Linked DNA regions of Oryctolagus cuniculus: region 1 is linked to region 2. A link is a contact called in public Hi-C data. All regions are on one chromosome and are shown on one strand. Each heading gives the region's core, a stretch centred on a gene start, on an enhancer-like site or on the middle of the called end of the contact. The rest is flanking DNA. Distances are from core to core; before and after follow the strand shown.

What was found. A called contact is a pair of places that touch in the nucleus more often than the background predicts.
Region 1: a Hi-C map of psoas muscle shows a contact between it and region 2, with 2.8 times the contacts expected there. The contact joins the promoter of MDN1 here to the promoter of MAP3K7 in region 2. A contact is called at or near these places in 2 of 6 Hi-C or Micro-C datasets (psoas muscle and an unstated tissue).

Annotation. Positions count from the first base shown.
Region 1 is chr5:82,703,700-82,708,125 of mOryCun1.1, forward strand. It overlaps MDN1 (midasin AAA ATPase 1), which reads left to right and starts at 2,538. Exons shown (of 102, transcript XM_008263214.4): 1 at 2,538-2,865. The coding sequence starts at 2,764.
Region 2 is chr5:81,892,900-81,897,031 of mOryCun1.1, forward strand. It overlaps MAP3K7 (mitogen-activated protein kinase kinase kinase 7), which reads left to right and starts at 2,502. Exons shown (of 19, transcript XR_517954.4): 1 at 2,502-3,033.

The sequences.
Region 1 (4,426 bases), core at 1,288-3,787, 810 kb after region 2:
TTCCCACAGCAAAGTAGCCATACAGTGAATCCTGAGTTTGTCCAGGAAATACAGGCTTTCTGGGAATCTCCAGCATCTGCCTGGGTAGTTAGTACCTGACACTGGTGTTAGGGTGTCTCAGCACTAACAAGTTTTTTTTTTTTTTTTTTTTTAAGATTTTATTTATTGGGGCCAGCGCTGTGGCGTAGCAGGTAAAGCCAAGGCCTGCAGTGTCAAGCATTCCATATGGGTGCTGGTTCAAGTCCCAGTTGCTCCTCTTCCAATCCAGCTCTCTGCTATGGTCTAGGAAAGCAGTAGAAGATAGCCCAGGTCCTTGGGCCCCTGCATCCACATGGGAGACTTGAACATTCCTGGCTCCTGGCTTTGGTTTGGTGCAGCTCCAGCAGTTGTGGCCATTTGGGGAGTGAACCAGCAGATGGAAGACCTTTCTCTCTGCCTCTCCCTTTCTGTATCTATAACTCTACCTCTCAAATAAATAAATAAAATTTAAAAAATTAAATAAAAATATTTCAATCATCAAAAAATATTGCCTTTTTATTGTTTATAGGCAATCCCCCCCCCCCATTTTTTAAAAAGATTTATTTACTCTAAAGGCACAAATAGAGGACAAGGGAGAGAGATCTTCCATCTGCTGGTTCACAAAGCCCATATGGGATGCTGGCACTGCAGGTGGAGGCTTAGCCTTCTATGCCACAGGGCCCACCCCTAGACAGTCCAGAACTCAACTTGGGTCTCCCATGTGGGTGGTAAGAACTCAAGTACTGTGCCTTTCAGGGCACACACTAGCAAGAAGTTGGAATTGGAAACAGAGCTGGAATTTGAACCAGGCACTCTGCTAAGGGCGTGATACTCACCTCTCTCTCTCTACTGGTCTCTTGATCTCTCTGTACCTTCCAACCCCTACTGCCCCCACCCCTGCCCCTTTCACTCCTCCACCCCCTCTGATTCTTACAAGGTCCTCTCAGGCCTCAGGGCTCTGAGCATGTACCTGGATATAGGTCTTTTTTCACTTATTGTGCTATGCCATCATGGAACTCTCTGAACCTCCCAGAAATTTTATTGTATTATTTATTTGCAAATCCACTGTGTTCCATTTCACAGTTCACTCATTCTGGAAGTTCTGCTCCCCCAGTTTGGGCTCCCTCGGAAACAAACATTCAAACCTAACAACAAAAATTCAAATTGATATACAGGTTGAAAGCTTGAATCATACTACATACTTTTTTGTTGGAGATCTCCTAATGTCAGTATTCAAAGAGCTACACGCTGAAATATCTGTAAAAATATTTTCATTTCTCCAAAAGGCAGAGAGAGATATAGATCGATATCTTACATCCGAGGCTTCACTTCCTACCTGTCTGCAATAGCCAGAGTTGGCCAGCCCTAAGCCAGAAGCCTAGAACTCAATCAGGTTTCCCTGTAATGTAGCATGTATACAAGCATTTGAGCTATCATCTGCTGCCTCCCAGGGTATGCATTAGCTGGAAGCTGGACTTGGAAGCAGAGCTGGAACTGGACCCCAGGCAATCCCACACATGTGGGTGTCCCAAGCAGTTTCTTAAGCCTTAGGCCAAATGTCTGCTCCAGATCTATACTCTTTGAAAAACATTTTTTGGAATATAATTTACACAGAGTACACACATCTTAAATGTAAGGCGTTTGATATTTTTGCTTATGTGTCTAGTGCTCTGGTTTAGTAATCTAATTACCATTCAGGAGAAAATGAACATTTCCATCACCCTGGGGGGTTCCCTCAGGCCCCTTGGCAGTCAGTAACTCCCAAAGATAATCATTAGATTGGCATCAGTGATGAGTTTGGCTCGTACTCTTTTTTTTTTTTTTTAAGATTTTATTTATTTGAGAAGTAGAATTACAGTCAGTGAGAGGGAGAGACGGAAAGGTCTTCGATCCGCTGATTCACTCCCCAAATGGCCGCCACCACGCCTGGAACTGGGCAAATCCGAAGCCAAGAGATGCTTCTGGGTCTCCCCACATGGGTGCAGGGGCCCAAGCGCTTGGGCCATTTTCTACTGCTTTCCCAGGCCATAGTAGCCAGCTGGATCGGAAGAGGAGCAGTCGGGACCTGAACCAGCGCCCAAATGGGATGCCGGCTTCGCAGGTGGAGGATTACCCTACTGTGCCACAGCGCGGGCCTCTGTACTCTGGTCTTAATGTCTTCAGAATACTCTAATGGCTATAATAAATTTTCCCAAATTGAACATTTATTTCCAATGGGGAATTTTGTAGGCTACAATACTAGCAAGAGAATTGCTGGGTCAGGGAAGCACCTCGGCTTTGGCTTTTGTTTTCCATCTGTTTTCAGATGTTGGGTCCTAGGGAGGAACGGTGGGCCAGACGAGATACGCCCCCAGGGCCTCCTCGCTTTTCCCGCCTACTGCAATCTTCCATCTGTGTGTCCCTCTCCGCGCACAGTCTGGTAGTCGCCACCACGCACACATCGGAAACAGTGCCTACCAGTCCTTCGGCTCGCATCCCCCTCCCGGAAGTGGCGCGTTCCGACGCGCCGTGTTTCCGGCGCCGCAGGACCCTACGCCGCGGTCGCGGGCTGTTGACGCGAAGCGCCGTGTGCTTCCCCCACGTGGGCTGCAGCTCCCCTGGTTTCGGCCGAGCAGCGGCGGCCACTTTCCCTGGGGGCGTTGTCGTTGGTGGCTCGGGCGCCGGGAACTAGCGGGGCTCCGGGTCTGTTGAGCGCGAAGGAGGGAGGGAGCTGTGTTGGCTGCCCCGAGCGAAGGGCGCGGGATCATGGAGCACCTCTTCCTGGAGGTGGCGGCCACGCCGCTGCGGTTAATCGCTGGCAAGAACGAAAAGAGCCGCAACGAACTGGGCAGGTTCTTGACCAAGCAGGTAAGAGAAGGAGGGAAAGGGAGAGCGCCATGCGGTCCCAGGTCTCCTCTTCAGCGGGGACGCGCCACCTGAGGGGGAGAGCGGGGCCGCGTCTGTCTCCCGCCTCCCCCGCCGCGCGGGGTTGAGGCGACCCGAAAGAGCCTTTTGTTTTTATGTGGGGGAGCCCCCCCCCACGGTTTCGCCCCCGAGCGGTGGTCTCGGTGGGTATGGGTCACGTGGTCTTCGGACATAAAAGTGGTTTGCTTTCCTGAAATCGAGCTTTCGTCCGTGCCCCTTTGACACGTGTGTTACCGAAGTGCGTAGTGCAGCCACCCCTATTACCTATTAGCTTGGGTGAATGTTTTTCTTTTCTGCCCGCTCCCTTCTCTACGGCCCATTGACAAGTATTGATCGCGTTCCTGCCGTGCGTAAGTCACGGCGTGACACTGCCAAGAGTTAAAAGAGAAATTCGCTGAAGTCTCGGCCCCGAGGGGATTTTGCATCTACTTTTCAAGGCAGTTCATAACACAAAATAACTGAGGGACAAAGCAAAAACAGTTAGTGGTAACTGTTGGAAAGGAACCCTCGGAATTAGTGCGCGAACCAGGCTTATCTGGTAAACGGAAGTGTGGCTGGGCTTTTAAGAGCCTTGTCTGATCGACTCTGGCTGTCTTAATGCTTCCCCGCTTCTAATGTCTGGGAGCTTCTTGAGAGTAGAAAGTATTTTTGTAATTTCTATTTTTGTAAATCCAGGAGATAGAAGTCATTTGTTCAACAGCCAATGCATGTATACATTCTATGGCCTAGGAAGCAACGGCAGTGTTTTGGGTAAGAGATAAAGGGATCTGAGCTGGCTGGGAGTCAGAACTAACAAGAGAGGCATTTCTGTAACGGTGACAGCAAATTGAACGTGGGCAGCAAAGGGGACTCTGCAATGAAGGGAGTCGCTAGCTCAGATGGGCCATCTAGAGAGAACACTTAGTGGTGGGTTGGGTAAGGCAGGAGATAGTTCAGGTCTCCTGAGCTTGTGAAAAGTATGCTAGACATACTTTTTCTTATCAGTGAGTTTAGAGTGCAGGTTCTGAATCTAGGGTTCATGGGGCAGCTTCAGTGTGTTTAAGATTTCCCACAATATAATTGGATGTAAAATTGGTGCTTTTATATTGGGAGTGGGAAATGGTTTGTAGCTTTATTTTCTTGTAGTTTCTTTCTTTCTTTCTTTCTCTCTTTTTTTTTTTTTTTTTTGACAGGCAGAGTTAGAGAGAGAGACAGTGAGAAAGGTCTTCCTTCCGTTGGTTTACCCCCCAAATGGCCACTACGACCAGCACACTGTACAGATCCGAAGCCAGGAGCCAGGTGCTTCTTCCTGGTCTCCCATGCGGGTGCAGGGACCCAAGCACTTGGGCCATCCTCCACTGCCTTCCCAGGCCACAGCAGAGAGCTGGACTGGAAGAGGAGCAACCGGGACAGAATCTGGCGCCCCAACCGGGTCTAGAACCCGGTGTGCCAGTGCCGCAGGTGGAGGATTAGCCTAGTGAGCCACGGCGCCAGCCAAGATAACGTTTTATTTATAAATATATTT
Region 2 (4,132 bases), core at 1,252-3,751:
TCTCATTGTCCACTCTGTCAAAAAAAAAAAAAAAAAAAAAAAAATTAGACCATCTGTAGAGCTTGCTATGTATCTCCGGGAATTCTGGAGACAAAATGTTGACATGACTGATGTTGACATGAAACCATGAGATCCAGTTTGCATGCTTCATACATGAAAGGTAAAGAGAATTCAAAGTCAAAATTGAGGTGAGTCAAGATAGGTTTAAAGTGAATCAAGAGAGCTCCCCTCTATCACTTCTCTGGATTCAAACCTTGTTATCTGGAATTCTTTGTGTGCAGTGACAAAAGTACGTGAAGCAAGTTACTGAAAAATGGGACACAATTTGCACAACCAAATCATATAATGGAAGATGTGGATTAGAACCTGAATCTGCAGCCTGCTGAGACTTCTCATTAATTAGGGAACAGGTGTCAGGCAAGCAAGTCAGATGTGGATTTATTTTAGACACACATCAGTATCAGAAGTTTGGGGCCAGCATTGTACTGCAGTGGGTTAAGCCACCTGCATTGCTGGCATCATATATGGGCACCAGTTTGAGTCCCAGTTGCTCCACTTCTGATCCAGTTCCCTGCTAATGCACCTGGGAAAGTAGGGGAAGATGGCCCAAGTACTTACGCCCCTGTCACCCACATGGAAGACCTGGACTGGCCCAGCCGTAGCCATTGCAGCCATTTGGGGAGTGAACCAGTAGATCGAAGATTTCTCTCTCTTTCTCTCTCTCCTTCTCTCTGACTCTGCCTTTCAAATAAGTAAAATAAATCTTTAAAGTCAGAAGTCCAAAGCTGTGAATGAAAGACAGAAATAGAAGTATCGAAAAGGGAATGTTCAAAATTATACAAACAATTCACTTTTAAAAAAAAAAAAGATTTATTTATTTACTTGACAGGCAGAGTTATAAAGAGGCAGAGGCAGAGAGAGAGGGAGAAAATTTTCCATCTGCTGTTTCACTCCCCAGATGGCTGCAACGGATGGAGCTGAGCCGATCTATAGCCAAGAGCTAGAAGCTTCTTCTCGATCTTCCACACCAGTGCAGAAGCCCAGGGACGTGGGCCATCTTCTACTGCCCTCCCAGGCCACAGCAGAAAGCCGGATAGGAAGTAGAGCAGCTGGAACTCCAACTGGTGTCCATACAGGATGCTGTCAGTACAGGTGGAAGCTTTACCCACTACACCAATGCCGGCCCCCAAACAATTCACTTTGAAAAGCACCCAACAACAAAAAAGAGATGTATGGATGAATAACGTGACAAATAAATGATGGAGCAAGAATAATAAAATGTAAAAGGTGGACTCCTAAACTGTAGGTATAGGAAACTGATCTTACATTCTAAGGAAAGGGAGGACTGAGAAAAGCTATTCATTTGTCCAGAATAAATTACAAACATTTCCTGAGTCCCCATCTGGCAGAATCCATTATACTAAGACTAAAGCATTGAAGAGCCAAAGTGACTCCATTTTAAAACAATAAAAAAAGCAGCCTCCATTTCCCATAGCAGACCCGGGTCCTTGTAAAAGCAGGCATTCAGGCATTCCGGAGATATCAAAGCTTACCAGGGACAGCTAGCTCGGTAGACCTAGGAGAGCGCAGTAGAGATTGCTAAACAAAGTAACTCCCTGTACCCAAAGCTCCGTGCTGTAAGCCCCCGCTGATGCAACTCTGTTTTTCCTGCTGATGTAACACCCCCTTTTTTTTTTTTTCCTTTAAAAACTCTCCCAAAGACCGGGGCCTCACTCCTTCCTCTGCTGTGCTGGTTGGTTGGATAGGGTCCCTGTCGCGGCTTGTACTCCCGAATAAACCTTGCTTTTTGCAGCTCGGTGTGATCGACTCTCTGGGGGTCTCTGCCGGGATCTAACGATCTGGGTACAATAGCATTAAAGAGAAATCCGATATATGGACCCATTCAGTCATAGCACAAGAGTTGGCTCCTGGTGTGGAAATGCAAGGGAAACAACAGTTGATGATCTCTACTGATCTAATCTGCTCTTGTTTGGTTACTAGTGCTCTGCACAGCATTCCACATGTTCTCATTTTTCACATTGACAACTGAGTAGGTGACGGGATCCTTCACTGAGATAGGAACGGCACACAAAGGAACAGATTTGTGGTGACAGTCTTTGAACTTGCTTTTGGCATTCTGAAGTTTCGGTGTTCACGTTATATCTAAACAGAAATGTCCAGAATTCAGGAGACATCTGCTGCCTTCCAAACACAACACAGAGGAAAGCACATTTTACAGGGTTTCTGAAAAAAATAGCTCATTTTAGTTTAGTACTCAACATGAAAAGTAAGCTTCATCACAAAAACACAGCTCAACACCACCTTGTCCGTATGGAGGCCGCTCAGAGAAGAAGAAAGGGAGGAACGACATAGTTCACCAAGCAGACATCAAACCGCAGCTTTTTGTCTTTCCCGCTGGTTCTTAAGCGACCAACCACGCCGATTTTTCGGTCATATTCCACGCCACTTCCGCTCGCGCACTTTAATTACGTCAGGCCGTCAGATATCGCGGTATCATCCTTTTGCTGAGGCCATTTAACAAAGATCTCGCGAAATTTGTTCTACATGTTCTAGCGAGCCTCTTACCCTCCTCCACCCCACCCCTAGTCTGTCCCTCCTTTCTCTTTCCAAGTCACAAAACCCTCTTCTTCCCTCTTTCGGGCTCGCGGCTCCCCTGTTTCCGATTTCGGACCGGAACCGGAAGTGCAGTGGGCGGGCCCGGCAGCGGAAAGCGCAGCGGCGCCGGAGCCGGGACACGGCTGTGGCTGCAGCCCCCACCCCGGCCACGGATCGCTGGGTGGCAGGGCTGCGCGGCTCCAAGCTGAAGGTCGGTCCGGAGGAGGGTGGGCGCGAGCCTCACCTGGATTGTCCCGGCGGCACTGTCCTCGGGCCCCCCGGGCGCCGCGAGGGATCATGTCTACAGCCTCTGCCGCCTCCTCCTCCTCTTCGTCTTCGACCAGTGAGATGATCGAAGCCCCTACCCAGGTCCTTAACTTTGAGGAGATCGACTACAAGGAGATCGAGGTGGAAGAGGTGAGCAAGCCCCAGCACGGAGACAGTCGTCCTGGGCGGTCCCTGCCTCTGCCTGGTCCTGGCTCCGAAGGGGCCCGGCGGGGTCCACCCAGGAGTGCCCCCAGCCCTTCAGAGACGGGGTGTGGAGGAGGCGCGACTGCTCCCGCTAGCTGTCTCTTTTTTTTCTTTACCCCGACACTCTTCATGAGTGTGGATCAGATAGTCTGGTGCCTGGATTTGGGTCACCTCAAACAGAATGAACTGTGCGGTAGTGTGACCCGCCAGTTCTCATACCTGTAAGTAAATTCCGTGAAGACTGGCGGTTTTGGAGTTCGCTAGACGCGAAGGGCCAACGATGGTATTATGTTCGGTTTCCAGCTCAGTGCCTGGGGCGTAAGGGATGCTCAGTAAATGCTTGCCAAGTTACTAGGTCATCAATTCTAATAAAATGTTCTCCCTTAGTACCGAATGACTCTGTTTTTCCGATATCATAGAGCAGCACTCGCAGTATTCAGTGTCTAGCTGTTTTAGATGAATTTCACCCGTGGTAACGCCGACTGGTCTACGATGAAAAGAAGTTTCAAGTAGCATATTCTGAAAAGATAACTGTTGGTTTTGCTGATAACCAGCTGCTTTCCTATCCAGTTATCCATCGTATCTATCATTTCTGGTGACAGCCAGAATGTCGCCGAATTTCTCTGTCTGGAACCCATTCTGTGTTCTGCAGTAATTTATTACAGATCAAAGTATCTGTGCTTTTCATACATTTCTCCTTTTCTAGTTCATAAAGGGGTAGATTGGTTCTAAGGACCATAAAATTTAGAAAAGTAAAAACTGAATATGCATTTTAAAGACACACTGTGGAACTTGTTAAATTTTTAGTTGGGGATAGTATCTGTCAAACAGTTGCTATTTTTCGCTATAAAATTTATTAAGCACTTTGCTCTACCTGTACCATTAAGAACCTTGTTAAATCCTGGTGAAACATAATAGACTCTCAAAGAGCTGTCTCTATTTTAAAAATATAAAATTGCATTTACATGACAGCCAGTTAAAAGTAGTGAGTTAATGAACATTCAATGCTTTTTTCTTTTTCTATCTTCCTTTCTTCCTTTCTTTT